Linked DNA regions of Anser cygnoides: region 2 is linked to region 1. Evidence: chromatin contacts called from public Hi-C data. All regions are on one chromosome and are shown on one strand. Each heading gives the region's core, a stretch centred on a gene start, on an enhancer-like site or on the middle of the called end of the contact. The rest is flanking DNA. Distances are from core to core; before and after follow the strand shown. Region 1 holds the start of SMCO4 (single-pass membrane protein with coiled-coil domains 4). Region 2 overlaps DEUP1 (deuterosome assembly protein 1).

What was found. A called contact is a pair of places that touch in the nucleus more often than the background predicts.
Region 2: a contact with region 1 is called in a Hi-C map of liver, with 2.6 times the contacts expected there. The contact joins the enhancer-like site here to the promoter of SMCO4 in region 1. A contact is called at or near these places in 2 of 7 Hi-C or Micro-C datasets (both in liver).

What each region holds. Positions count from the first base shown.
Region 1 is chr1:201,082,477-201,090,080 of Taihu_goose_T2T_genome, forward strand. It overlaps SMCO4 (single-pass membrane protein with coiled-coil domains 4), which reads left to right and starts at 4,138. Exons shown (of 2, transcript XM_048076504.2): 1 at 4,138-4,332.
Region 2 is chr1:201,119,963-201,127,566 of Taihu_goose_T2T_genome, forward strand. DEUP1 (deuterosome assembly protein 1) reads right to left here. Exons shown (of 13, transcript XM_048076511.2): 13 at 2,020-2,254. The coding sequence ends at 2,084. Among named protein-coding and RNA genes, the nearest start is that of SMCO4, 37 kb to the left of the region's middle. Within about 2 kb of position 2,974, at least 1 of the 3 cell types and tissues checked has open chromatin away from gene starts, as enhancers often do. A contact at or near this core is called in liver, where this site is marked.

The DNA of each region.
Region 1 (7,604 bases), core at 2,888-5,387:
TATTTTCATGGACTTAAGTGGAGCCATGCCAAGTTACAGCAGCAGATGAATCCAGTCTTTTGTTTTCTATCACAATTGACATATTCTTCTAAAGGTTATTTTAGTCTCTACACTGAGCAAACTGTAGAGATTGTGAAACTGTTTTCCAGACTTCAGAAGAAAAGAGTTCTTGCAGCAGGGTGACAGTGCAAACCACTTCTTGTCCTTGTCAATATGGGCATACTTTCTGTTTGAATAACTTATCCCATAGTTTGTAAAGTCAGAAGACAGCATTGTGATAATTGACTCCAACTTTCTGTATTTAGAGGTCATCCCAAGTTCTGGGCTCAATTTTTGTTGGATCTACAGCAATTTTTTAAGGAAAACATCCTGTTGGAATTTATCCATTGTTGGTATTGCTAGAACTTTTCAAGTCATCCTGGTTTGTATATTTCTCTCCTCATATATTTGCTTACCTCTTTTTAATCTCATTCTTACTGTGAATATATTTAGCTTTAACTTTCATCTGAGAGCCTGAAGCGTTTGTTTCTGAAGTCTTGTTCCCCACATAGGTACTTCCAGCTTACAGCCAGTTCACTACTTCAAGCATCTCTTTGATAAACTTGGTCTACCACCGTTAGATCGAGCTCCAAAAGTGTCTTCTCTCCAGAAGACAGCAAAAGAGTAAAGTAATCTCTGGGACAGTTCAGTGAGCAACATTTATAATGAACTCATCTTCGAGAATATAGATGAAGAGCTAAGTGGATTCTCTCATTTTTCAGAGGCTACCAAACTACTTTTAGAGAGTAATGGCTAATGGTCACTTGCCTTCTGAGGTAGCTGTTGAGCTGGAAAAGAAAGCGTTTGTTATACATCACCTCAGGTGCTAACCACACCTCCTGTCAAAAAATAATTCAGGACCTTATCTTTCACTACTGAAATTAGTAAGAGTTTGTCTATGGCTTCGCTAGTGACAGAGAAGTCTCATAAGATGGAATTCATCTCACCCAGCTTTAAATGTCAAAATCTGATCCACTTCTTGAGTACTTTTTATAACCAGGAAAATATTAACAGGCACTTCTGTGGCGTAGCCCTCCCATCCTAAAATTTTCAGTTGAATATCACCTATCGCATGGGTATCAGATATGAATACAGGAGGTCTCCTGGATGCTTAGAGATAGAATGTGTTTAACATAAGAGAATGAAGACTCTGATGATGTGCTTCAGGGAGCATCCCACAGGAGTATGGTATGAACGGAGTAAAGAAAACAAGAGTCCAGAGTCAACCTGCAGAAAGTGTGGAACCAGAAAGAATTCAAAGAAAGGTAAAGGACTTTTTGAAATAATTTGAAAGGTAAAGACACCAGCAGAACCCAGAGGTGGAACTGCCTAGAGGTGGGGTGGTTTTGCTCTTGCTCCCTCACCCTTTGGAGAAAAAGAACTTCAGAACTGCTGTAGTCGGTAAAAATAAAATCCAGAGTCTAGACAACCCACATCTGTTTCTTAGCTGGAAAAGATGTTATCTGGAAGGTTTTGCCACTGTAAGGTCTCTGAAAAGGAAAAGATTCTCCATGAAAAGTCTCTTGTAGTGTTTATAGTGCACCCATAAAATTGTAGTTTGTATTTGAACTTGTAACTACTACAGGAGTCATTGCAATTTGATTACTGTTTATGTGTGATTTTTTCTCTTTCTCTCCATACACACAGATTTTTAAAAGCATATGTGCATATTAAAAGACTAAGCTGCTACCATCACAGAGGTATAATACCAAAAAAGAAAAAAAAATCTGAATTTAATAATAACATTTCCCATCCTTTTATGCTACTGCATATAAAATCTATAAAGTCTAAGCAGGTTTAAGGGAGGATTACTGCACACTGATAATTCAAAACAATCTGAAAAGACTTTTTTTTTTTTCCTAGATTAAAAATAAAGTAATAAAGATTACAATATAATCCTGGCAGCAGATTTTACATCTACATCCAAAGGAGTTGCAGGTTTATTAAAGAACAGTGCAATGTCTTAAAATGTGAACCAAACCTTCTACTGAGCTGTACCGCAGACTCCGCTGCTGCAATCAATACTCCAAACAACCCTATTTTTCTTGGACAAAAAACCATACATATATCTGACATTTGAGGAAGCCAGGTGAATAAATCAATAGCTAAACAAAAATGCACTTAATCATATCTATTGTGGACAGATGCAGATTGGAAAATCCTATATGGTCCACATACATCCTTCTGCTTAAAGGTTAGAAATGAAACTGTTTCCTAAATGGCAATGTCCTGTTGTTACAGAGTAGTCCTGAAGCTAGAATGATTACAGTAGCAATTACCTGCCTGCCACCCAGCGCGGGTCAGATCTCTCCCTGCAACAAGTTCAGGTGTAGTTTGTTGTTCAGGTACTTCAGCATACATGCATAACTTAATAGCCAACACATTATGTCCTTTATAAGGGTAATAGCTTTACTGGAGTATGCAGGAAAAATTCACACGTACACTGTAATCCTAATGTGACTGAACTGCATGTTGTTACACAGTCCAATCAGTCCAAGGATGAATTCGATATATGCACACTTCATCCTTCCTTAATGGTTTTAAGTGATGACCACTATAGGACATTTCTCATGCCATTGCAGGTGATCATTAAACATACATAATAGCCCTATTAAATGATTATGGATAACTTTAGTGTCTTGGCCAAAAAAATTCTATGTCCGAAGGTACATTTGTGCACAGAACTGCTGCTTTGCTTAAAGGTGCTTTGCTTTACTTGACATTACTTCATAAAGCCCTTTGAGATAACCACAGTGTGAGAGATGTTTTAGAAAAACACAATTTTATTTCTTCTCTGCTTTAGCCCTAAGCAGTTCAGTGTTATTTGAACATCAGGAACAGCACTTCCTTACAACTTCAAAGTCAGATTCTAATCTCAAATTGGCAGTACACCTCGAGATTAAAAAATCTGCCCACAACTGGAAGAAATGGATGTTTTCAGCAGAAAGAAGTGCAATAGGAAGTAACAACATGACACTCCAATATCACTCAATTAGAAGGTATATTAAGGTTACATGAAGGTGCCTGATGAGAATGCTCTTGCAGGAAACATTTTGAACTCTGAGAAAAGCATTAGGAGAAGGATGACACCATTAAGCTCGGGAGCAGCTTTGTAGCTGTTATTAACCTGGGAGAAGGGGGAGATCCCTCCCGACTGACCTTTTCAGTGTAAACCTCCATGCCAGGCATTCGGATACCACGGAGCCCAGGTGATGTCTCCTATTTTCAAAACGCAACCCGGCAAAGGGGAAAATGCAAACAGATGCCCGAGATCTTTTATCGCCTACCAGTTGCAGCTACTGTCTCTTCAGGAACACAGCAAGGGATTTCTTCTTCTCGGTGAGAAAGGAGAGCATCTCCGCGGCGGAGCCAGCCTAAGCCATGAAGACCATGCAGCAGCTACAGATGTTTGGGGTCCTGCTGGTGCAGGCAGCAGCTTGGGGTGGGTGCAATAGGGTTTCTCAGTGAATTCACACTCCCACTGTCCCCATTCACTTGGAGGACATGGGGCATCTCTCTATGTGTGTTTGGGACGATCATTTCGGAGTTGGTAACAAGCGCTTCCCTCCCAATGCTATGCAAGAAAGTAATGTCAGTAATCTCCACTCTAATTCCACCTCTTTTCGCACTCCCTTATTTAATGAACAGACAAACGCACTTGTGATAAGCCTTTTACTGCAACACCAGAGAGAGAGATCTCCTCAGGAACAGACGATGATTTTGCGCCGGCCTTTCCAGCCGGCTGCCGTGCACCTGTCCCGTATGACCAGACACAGCGGGGGGCCGGTGGGGGGCTGATGGGGGACCAGTGGGGGATCAGGGGTCCGGTGGGGGACCAGTGGGGGTCCCTTCACCCTCTTCTACCGAGAAAAGCCGCCGAAGGGCTCCCCTGGCCGGTGCCCCCCCGGGGAAGGCAGCGCTGAGGCGGCGGCCTCCCGGCCCCTCAGCTTCCCGCCCTCACCTCAGGGCTCGCCTCAGGGGCGCCCTGAGGGGAGCGGGGCGAAGCTGGGGGGGGCAGCGGGACCCTCGGCGGGCGGCAGAGGGCGCCCCGAATTCCGCCAGAGAGGGGCCGGGAGGAGCCTCCGGCTCGGCTCGGCTCGGCTCGGCCGAGGAGGGAGGGAGGGGAGGAGGAGGAGGAGGAGGAGGGAGCTGCCACGTCCTCTGCGCCGAGCGGCGCCAGCCCCGCGCCTCACTCAGCCCCACGTGTGGCGGAGCGGGGAAGTTGCGGCGGGGAGCCCGGACTCTGCCCCTCTCTGGCCGCCCGTCCCTGCTCTCAGGAGGGCGCAGCTCAGAGTAAGGACTCGCGGCTGTCCCGGGGAGGAGGGGAGGGAAGGGAAGGGAGCGCTGAGGGGGGAGAGGTCGGGGCTCCGGGAGCCCACTCCGATCCTCCCCCCGGGGGGAGTCGCCGAGCTGAGGGGCTCCGGGCCGGCCGGCTTCCCGAGGACTTCCAGGGGGGCTCCGAGTGCTCCAGGGTGGTTAAAAGCGGAAAGTTTTGAAGTGAGGGGAAGCAGGGAGCCGGCCCCGGGAAGGAGGGACCCGGCTGTGAGGCGCCGGGGGCGGCCCGGCCCCGCCGGTGTTGAACGGCGACCCTGCAGGGGGGATCCGTGAGGAAAATAACTCTTGGAAATGAGGAAAAAAATCTCCTCAAAAGGCTCGAAACTTCTTCATCTGGCGTCTATTTCTTTAATTTCGCTTCCTCGGTCGCGAGGACGATCGTGTGTGAGGAAGGACCGAGACTTGTGTTTAAGCAGCCGACCGAGGGGGAAGTAAGCTCAGGAAAGCATTAAAAGGTGACCCAGGGGAAAGAAAAATAAGATAATCCGTTCTGAATGCAAATATGCTGCTTTTACCTCTTTCTTAAGCGCAGTGAATTCATTTGTTCGTGTGTTGTCCCTGCCGTGTGCTGCCGTGAGTTCAATTTGTAGCTTTTTTCGGTTCTCTGTACAGTTGGGTACCTTAAAAAATAATTTACTTTCCGCTATGTTTCTAAAGCCGTTATGCTTCACACCTTTTAAGACGGTAGGGAAAATAAATGTTGTCATGTTATGGAGATTTACATTCCGTGGTCCTGCCCCAAATTTGTGTCAGGTTTTTGTGGGCTCGAGCGGTGCCCGGCTGTGTTGGGGCCTCCTGGGGATTTTCGTGATCCTCTCAATTTGGAAAACCTGATTGTGTGTTATTTTTAGGTCTGTTGAAATTGTCTCCTTTAAATAAAACAAAAGTCTTGCAGAAATTCCCTGACATCCTATTAAAAAAAAAAAGTTTCTAATTAGTGCATTTTTAATAACTTTTTCTCTCTCTTTTAACTGCCTTTAGTGGCCTATTTATACCACGCAGACCTCCTAGACTGAAGTTAAGAAGAAAGCAGGTTTTAGACTGTTCTTAAGCTTTGTAGTTAGAAATTTCGCTCATCTTTGTCAGATAAATGAACAGCTCATTGTTATAGCAATTTTAGTTTTAACTTTCCCTCATGATGTGCAGGAAATGTAAAAGGGACGTTTACCAACAGGGATTTGGAGTGTGGTTGTCAAATACCCTTTATAATGTAGGGAATTCTAGGAACTACCTGTTTCTTTAGTGCTCTTTCCAGCAGGGACTCGCACAACTGTTATCTTCTGCTCCTCAAGAGGGTTTTGGCGAAGCTGTTGACTGCAAATGCAGAGTGATATAGAAGAGCATGGACAGCACTGATACATACAGAGGTAAAAATGAGCCGTTTACAGAGCTCTGGGCATCTTCAGAGGCTGCCAGAGTGGCTGTCGGAAAGCCCTGTTTCTAGGGAGTCCTTAGCAGAACACCCTCCTGGGGTGTGACCAGTGCTTGCAGGCCAACAGGACTGTCCCTGTTTTGCCCCACGAGAGGGTGAGAGGTAACGGGCACAAACTGAAGCATGGGAGGTTCTGGCTTAATATGAGGGGGCACTTCTTTACTGTGAGGGTGACAGAGCAATGGCACAGGGTGCCCAGAGAGGTTGTGGAGCCTCCTCCTCTGGAGATACCCAAAACCTGCCCGGATGCCATCCTGTGCAGTGTGCTCTAGGTGATCCTGCTCGGCAGGGGTTGGACTGGGGGATCTCCAGAGGTCCCTTCCAACCTCAGCCATTCTGTGACTCTGTGACTGACTTGCCTGAGACAAGATCTTAGCAGTGGCAGCGTGTCTGTGGAAGAGAACCTGGGCTGTGAGGTGATCCCAGAGCACTGGGCTTGAGCGGAGGTTGCGCTGTGTGAGGCAGCTGCCCTCAGTCACATTCCTGACTGCTCGTTTGGAGGTGTGCACAGCAACAGGTGAGAGAGTAGACGATCTCCTGGTCACTGCCTTATCAGTATGCTAGCAAAATAATATATATATACTTAAACTAATCATGTTTTTCCATGCATTAAATAGGCAGTAAAGTGCTTTTGCATATCTATACAATATACATGCTAATTAGGTGGTATGAGCTATCTCACGGGATGGTCGATAGACTACACAGTAAATCTTTTGGCTATGGCACTCAATGCGTAAGGTAACAGTTTATTTGTTAATTTTTGTTGCAAATTTTCCTTCTCCCTGGTCTTTCTCCCTTGCGTGTTACTTCGAAGCCCAACAAGACTTGGCCTGGTGCTGTGTGCATTACCTAGAAGCAGTGCTGTAGAGAAGCTGAAAAGGGAGAGTTCTCTCCACGAAGAGTCGCAGGAGACCTGCCCTGGTTCAGCAGGTAGCAGTGCTGTCATGGGGACTGCACTTAAAGGAAGATTAATTTATCTTTCACAGTGGTATCAGGGCTTGAGAGAACTGAGCACGAATTCTCTCTGCTGAATTGGCTGGGTTTGCTTTTTTACTCTTACAGCTGTGTGTCCCAGCTACTCCCAAAGAGTCTGAGCTCTTCGAGAATGGATCTGGCATTTCTTGATTCAGCTATAAGGTCTCTGTGCTCCGGAGCAAAATGATCTGTCTGTCTCCCTGCAAGACTCTCCATGCACTGCAAGAAGTATCTGTGGATTCATTGATGTCCTGTTGTCCCCATAGCAATTTGTGTTGCGTGCAGATCTGAGCTGCTCTATTTTTTTGTGATAATAGTTTGATTTCTGACAGCACGGAAAGGTTTCTGTAGTATCTGGCAAAGAGATCTTGGTTGTTGTCTTCTCAGGAGGTCTCCTGATGTTAATTGCTGTACAGGGCCACCAAGGCAACAGCAGGGCTGCCCTGTAAGACCACAAGTTCTTTAACCAGATGACATTTTTTATCACAAAATAAGGCATCCTGAGGGGCCTCCCTGATCGTGATTTCCTGTGTCCATCCCCCCACCTCACCCCCCAACTATTATTATTTTTTTTAATAACCATTGCAATATCAGCTTTCTTGTAAGTGCTCAGTAAAGCTGAGAAGTTACCTTCCTTTCAGCCCATATGGGAAGGAGTTATGTTGACAGATGTGAGCTCTGTGAGGATTTGCTGAGCTCTTAATCCTGTTTGTGGCTAATAGGCCACGCTAATGTGGAAGGGCATCTCTTCCAGTGTATAAAGGTCTTAAGTGCTGCTACCTTAGGGAAAGGTGCTGTTAAAATCCTGGCATTGTCTTAGCAG
Region 2 (7,604 bases), core at 1,724-4,223, 36 kb after region 1:
ATTTTTTGATAATTCCAATCATTCGTTCTACATAATCACACAGCCCTGTATCACGAGAGGGATCCTTGGGTAGTTAACTGGACTCAGACACATTTCTTTGAAGCTCTGGGGCATACTGACTTCTTGCTTGTTTAAGTCTTCAGCAGCAAAAGAATCCGGCTAACTGGCTAATATCATTTTTTTTCTTCTTCTGCCCTTCTGAAAGATAACATTTTGCTGTCTTTTTGCTGCTGCAAATCTTTCTGATCTTAAAATTAAGCTTTATTTACAGAGGTTCCTAAATTTCCTCATTAGTCCTTTTAAAACACCCAGATGCCTCTCTCCTTAGACTGAGGACACATATATATTTAGTTTGTTCAGATGTCCTTTCATCATCTTTTTATTCAGCCTTTATTCCTCCAGCTGAGTCTAGCAATTTCCCTGAATTTTCCTGTAAAGGATCTTTGATGTCCTCATTTTCATTGCTCATTTTATTGCAAACTGAGCCAAACTGGTATTTAAAATCTTGGTATTTTGTGTAAGTGTGATGTAGTATATTTTGTCATAATGGAAATATAACTTCCAAAGACAATTTACATTTTTGCTGTGGTCTTGAATATTAATGAGACTTCTTTTACTCACACACTGGAGCTGTTTGACAGTCTGGCATTATTTTCATCTAGATTTTTCCAGGAAGTTGGCAACAGTACATGCTGGAAAGCAGCACTTCAGCATCTCTTTCACTGAAATTGGTGGTTCATCAACACTGTCTGTAATTTGTTTTGCTTACACAGCAACAGAATCCAGTTTGAATTGCAAATAAAAGGAATCTCAATATTATGCAGTTTTTCAGCAAAGAATCACAGAACCACAGCATGGTTTGGGCTGGAAGGGACCTTAAAGCCCACCCAGTTCCACCCCCCTGCCATGGGCAGGGACACCTCCCACCACACCAGGTTGCTCAAAGCCCCATCCAGCCTGGCCTTGAGCACCTCCAGGGATGGGGCATCCACAGCTTCTCTGGGCAGCCTGTGCCAGGGCCTCACCACCCTCTGAGGGAAGAATTTCTTTGGAAATCTCACAACAGCAGAGCAGAGGGGGACAATCCCCTCCCTCACCCTGCTGGCCATGTTGCTTTTGATGGAGCCCAGGGTACGTTTGGCTTTCTGGGCCACAAGCACACATTACCAGCTCATGCCGAGCTTCTCATCCACCAACATGCCCAGGTCCTTCTCCTCAGGGCTGCTCTCAGTAAAGCGTATAGAGCTGAACTAACTCTGTTCAGTTTTACAATGTTTTCCTATGTTGCAGAAAAATATAAAGAATTTAGGCCCTTTCCTAAGACTCATCACAAGTTTTCTGAAGTAAGTTTTTTTCTCTATTCCAATGTAGTTAAACAATGTGCCAACGTACTATTAAAAGAGGTGCTTTTGAAGATGGGATTTAAAAATCATAAGTATTAATGTAAAGCATAGAAAGCACCCAAGATCACTGTCCCAAGCGAAGTCTATGGGTCTGGCAAAAGGAGTAATAGGGATGGCTTCAAAGTATGTTTGTGCTTTGTCTGCTTGTGTTCCTCCCACAGAATGGCATGGCTTACACCATAAAAAATGAAAAGCTCAGATTTCTCATTTCAAGCGTCCCAAGGGCTATAGAATAGCCAAGAATAACCAGAGCAAAGATTAGCTCTTTATGCTAGGAGCTATCACATGGCTAAAGGCCCCTATTATTCTTCTTCTGTGCGATCTAGAGAATTTCTCTTGGCTGATTATATTTTCGAGGGAATGATTCCACTTATTAGCCCTTTGTACATCACAGAATTGAAAGTGTCTTCATTTACAGTGCTGCAACGGGGTCTCAATTTAACTATGTGAAGCTAACCTGTGTATTTTGTAATATGTCTAGAGTACAACGTTTTGTAGCGTAGTCCAGTTGCAATATACCCAAATCTGCAGGATAATGATTATCTTATTGAAGCCTTCATGTTAAAATACTTGCAATTCGTGATGTGCCTAAAGACATTAAGAAGATAGGTGCAGATTTTAGTTCTAAGAAATTCTGGAGCGGTTACGCGTGGTTTTATTTTTTTGATTGTGTGACTGGCTTAAGTATGCCTGCTTTGTTGTAGCATGGCATATTTCTTTAGAGTGTTTTCAGAATGTCTCTGCAGTTCTTCAAGGTGTGAATTTAAACGTTCTTCAAACTCTTTTGTGTGTTTCTCTTCCTCTTGAAGGAACTTTTCTGTTGTTGCAAGGACGGACATCTCAGGAGAAGACTAAGAAACACACAGAAAGAAATAGTAAAAAACAGAAAGTTCAACAACGTGCTTGCATAATCAGTTTTTAAACTTAAACACATCTTAACACAGAGCAGCTAATAACCCTTTAATGCTTTATACATCTCCAAGAAAATATGACTTCAGGCATACGTTTTTAAATACACTCAGGCAGCTAAATAACATAATGTGAACATGATGTTTAAACACCTCTGACATTCACAGCACTGGGATGTAGATTTGCCATTAAAAATATAAATATCCTGTTAGACAGAATTAAGCTGCCTCAGAACCTCTTAAATCTTTGGATCAGCTAAAGGTCATGTTAGTCATTTGTGTAATTTAGACCAGGACAGAGGACAATAACCTGTTCTTTGGAACTACAGAATATAACTAGTGTTGGGTACTGCTGATTGCCTCCTGTAATTTTCTCCCTCTGCCTCTCTTCCATCTCATGAAATGCTTTCTTAGGAAAGGAAGAAAAACTGTACTGAGTTCAGCACTGTCTACTTCAAGTCCTGATATTCCGGAGAATGTACTAAACTTTATTCACTGCAAGTAGTTCACTGAAAAATTTTATTTCCATTTAATGAACATTTAATAGACAGAGACATAAAACATACGAAAATCAGTCTTAAAATGGTTGTCATGGGACTCAGAGTTGTATAAAGCAAAGGACATGAATAAATCTTTGCTGGAATGAGTTCTAAAACTGTAAGCAGCATTCTTTGTTAATTCCTTTTGCTAATATTTAAGATCCATTCATTGGAATGTCTGTCAAAAAAAAAAAGAAAAAAAACCCTTTTCTCTGTCTAAAGACAATTTGCTTGTTTAAATATATTCAATGTTTATTTGTAAAGATAAATATGATTCTATGACATGAATTTTTAACAGTGAACTGAGAAAAAACTTCATACAGGATCTGTAAAATATTAAGAGAAAGATATTTTTCTGTCTTTATGTGACCATATATTGAGTAAGAATATTAGAAATCATTATCTTAACTAAACCATGCGTTGAAATATTTTTAATAACCGTTAGAATTGTTAGTGTAGAATCTCTAATTTTGCTTTTCCTAGAATATAAAAAGGAGACTGCCGGTACATCAAATAGGAAGGGCCTCAAATAATTTAAATATCTAAATGGCTTGTAGAAAATGCCAATTCTATTAAACCTGTAAATGTTTATTCTAGGATCCATTATATCAGAAGGGGGTATTCCCTATTTCCACAGCAACTACAGGCAGATTCGGTTTTTGCTTCTGCCTGCTTTAAAACTGCCCTTAACAGCTTTTCAGGCCAGAAGATATTAACTAGAAAATATAGAAATGCTGTAAAGCACTATTCTATTCAAATGGTTTGCAGCAGACCTTGAGATGAAATTTAGGGATTTCCCATAGGAAATCCCCTTACTTTTCACAGTACAGCAAGAAATAAATTCTGGATGTAATACCACCCTTCTAGGCTGAGCCAGGCTTTCTGGACATACGGGGTTCCTAAAGTGAAATTCACAGATAAAGCAGAATTTTCCTTTATTCAGTGCCTCAAAAGTAAGTGTTTTAATGGGGCAGGGAAGAAAGCGACTTAATTTGCCAGGTAGGAATACGGAACCTAAAGGTATTGGTTTACCGTTTCCCACAACACTCTTGCACTAGCAGGGATATTCCAATGTTTGAGAAACTCTGGAGGGAAATCACCCACCTTTTGTTTTTCCCTGGAAACACGTGCATGACTCCCCACCCATAAATCACCATTGTTTTCACAGAAAGAGATTTTCCTGAGATTTTGAATGCTATGGCTACATGCAAATTTTTCCTCCCCTCTCATGGGCTAGGTCACATAAACATTTTCTTGTGATGTTTGGATTCAGCGATAGAGTTGGCGGTACTACTTTGAAGTGTTTTAAGATAGCTTTGCATTATGAAGAAGACACTGTACGTGGAGGCTTTATTTAAAGCAACACCATGTTTCACTTACTCTAAAATCACTGAGTAAATACTGAGCAAATAAAACACTTCCAGAGAGAAGCAAAGGAAACCAGGCAGATGTGCCAGTCTTCAGAAATATTACATCAAGTTACAAGAGGTTCTCAGAGATTCATTACAACAGTGTTTACAATTGCTGACTTGTCAGTAGAAACATACCAGCCTCGCGATGAAGCTATCTTCCTAAAATGCTACTGTCCTTTGCTTCAATTGGTACTTACTTCGATGTGTTTTTCTTGAAATACAGTGTGAACCCCAAATGAGACATTTCTGAATTTCCTCAGAGGAGAGAAGAATGTTTACCACTTGGAACAAGCAGATCGTGGCTCCTTACAGCTTCTTACCCTGAGGGTCAGACATCACTGACTATCATTTTAGATAGGTCCCTAATGCACTGTGTTTATGCACTTTGAGAGAAGGTTGTATCTAAACAGGTCTAAAAGGCAAAATTTCTTGTTAGCAAGTAAGCTTTGTTTTCCCAGCCTCTGGTCTGTTCTTTCACTATGTCCTATATTATCTTCACTTTCTGCGCCTGAGGAAGAAAAACTATAAAGAAACTGCTTTAATCCCTGTCTCAGATGAGACTCATGGTCCCTAGTTTTGAATTTGTTTTCTTCAGATAACACTTCCTTTATATCCTTCAGTTTTCTAACTGGAGCTGCGCAGAAATGGGTTCATTGGTAAGCTTTCAGCCTAACTGGTCGGGTAGTGAGGCAACAAGGACTCTGCTTTTTCATTACTACAGTGTCAGCTCCCCCCATGTTTCCTTGGTGTACACCAATAATGGGAGCCACCCTTTTGCCTCATCATTTGCTGGAAATGAAGGAGGGCACCTGATATACAGATGCATATCTCCACATGTGACATATGTCAAATATGCCTTTTCCTTAAACAGGAACTGCTCAAAATGCTTATGAGTTATGAAACTGGATTGGTGGGCAGAAGCACTCCGGGAAGCCAGGTCTGTTCTCTCTCACAGAGTGCCTAGTTAACTTTACTAGTGTTAATCTCTGTCTTGCCCCATGAATTGTCCCAACATTCCTGGATGCACATTTAGCAGCGCAGCAAGAAAACATTGACATTCAGGATAGTGCAATGTTTAGTGGTCAAATCGTGCTCCCAAGAGCATTAAAGTCTTCTCATGTTTAGCCCTTCTACTTCTCAGGAAAGTTCTTGTCACACCAAGACGACGAATTGATCTGGCTAATTTCAATTTTCTGGGGGCAGTTTCCTCTAACCCTGCACTGCAATACATCTTAGGCAGCAGGTACAGATGACTGTCTTCTCAGAAGAATGTGCTTCTGCTTGTATATGAAAATTGAAATTCCTGGGATAACTTCAAGCCACATAGGAATGCATTTGGAAGACCTAAATACCTTAGTAAGTAGGTAACAGTATTACTTCAAAGGCATGGACCACAGTGTTCCTCAGGGTAGGATCAAGACTGTCAGAATCATTCCTAATAACGTCCAGTGCTAGAATTTCCACAACGATCCATTGTAATTTATTTATTCATTTAGTCATTTCCCATCCTTAAAGTTAGAAAGTTTCCTAATGCCTAACTAAATTTTCCTTGCTACAGCCTAAGTCTTTCTTGTCCTACTAAGTTTTGAAAGCAAGAACACGTGATGTATGTCCATCATCTGAAGGGAAACATGACAAAGTATTTCTGACTAAAAGTCACAAATGAAGATCCAGGTTGGGAAGCACAATGAACATAACTGCTTGCTCCAGCTAATATAGAGAAATTATATAGAAATAGACAATTCTGAACCTGCCAATAATCTTCTTGAATAAATATATATGTATATAATCGATTTGATTTTGTTGATCTTCTGAACTCCTACTTGCTTTGATCCCTCTCATTTGGACTTAGACTATGCATTAGAAACATCCCTTGCTTTATAGTTTCATTCTGTACTTTGCCCACACACCAGCTGGAAATGTTTTCCTTTCAATCTAGTCAACTGTCTTGGCATCGACCCTGTCCTGAGTGCCAGCTGGGAAATAGTTTCCCTGCAGCTTGCAAAACTGTCTCAGAATGGGCATTTTCCCTGGGCTGGCTGGAAATAGAAGCTTTGTGCCCTGCTATCTCTGTCTGACACTTCTGACAGAAGAGAGGATGAGAACTGCTGTTTACCAGACTTTTCCTGAAATAGTCCAAACAGTTCTTTTTGCTACTAGCAGTACAAAGAGGAAAACTTCCAAGCCAATGAGAAACCAAAAGCCAATTACTTAAAATTCCTATGCGGTGTAAAAATGGAAATGAGGTCATACACCCAGGACTAGCTGGTTCACTCTGACTACTGGGACACAGCTGCTGGGAGCACAGGCAGTGAAGGGCTGCACTGCAACTCCCGCTTCCCAGGCAGGTAATCAGCATGTCGCTGCTCACCGGCCGGGAGCTTCTGGAGCATCTTCCAGCAGCTACATCTCTGATAGGAAAGGATGTGTGCACATTTATGAAGTGAACAAAAGAACTGGGGCACGACCAATGCAACCTGCCTGAAGATGGCTGTTGCTGTCACAATGCCTCTTCTGTCCTAATTAACGTGCCATGTGGCAAGAACATTGCCTACTGGTTCTCCCCATTAAAAGCTGAATTAGTCTTCCCTTTCTTCTCTCAACAGGACTCAGGCACAAACAGTTTGGGATCTCCTGGGTATGAAGATGCATATATCACTGTTGGACAGAGAGATGGCCACAGTCCATTCCTTACTAATCTGTAAATTCTATTAAAAGTAGGTGTGGTTGTGTGGTTTGAGGTCTGGAAAATGAGTGCTAAATCTTCTAGTGGAAAAAAAAATAGGGGCCTGTAGTGGATGCCTAAGGATGGAAAAAAGATACTAAGGAAGAGTGTAAAGCTCAAATTTAAAGAGAACTGAAGTCGAAGAATTCTGGAAAGTTTTTCCTAAGAAGTTGCCAGAGCCAAAGTGGGATTTATCCCACTTGTCAATGGAGGTTGGTAATCTGCACCCTATGAAGACTGAAAGAAAGAATGCTGCACTATTACTCTTTCATTTCAAGAAAAATAAGGATTACAGCAGTTATCATTTCTGTTCCTTTTCAAATACAATAGCTAACACACAGAAAATAGTTGCTGCAATTCCTCTAATTTCATCCATCAATCAAATGCTGTGGAAACCGGATTTGTCTAACAGCACTTAAAGCATAAGTTTGCAGGTATTATGGAAAGACATTTAAAGCAGTGCCCCTACAGAAGGCAACATGAAGCAGAGTGCCCCAATATAGAAGGCAATGAGCTAAAATGTAGAAGTCTCTCCCGCAGTCGCCTAATGGCAGGTAATTATCACCATCGTTACTAGTACAGAGATATGGCCCAGTAGGGGATGTTTAATCTTCAGA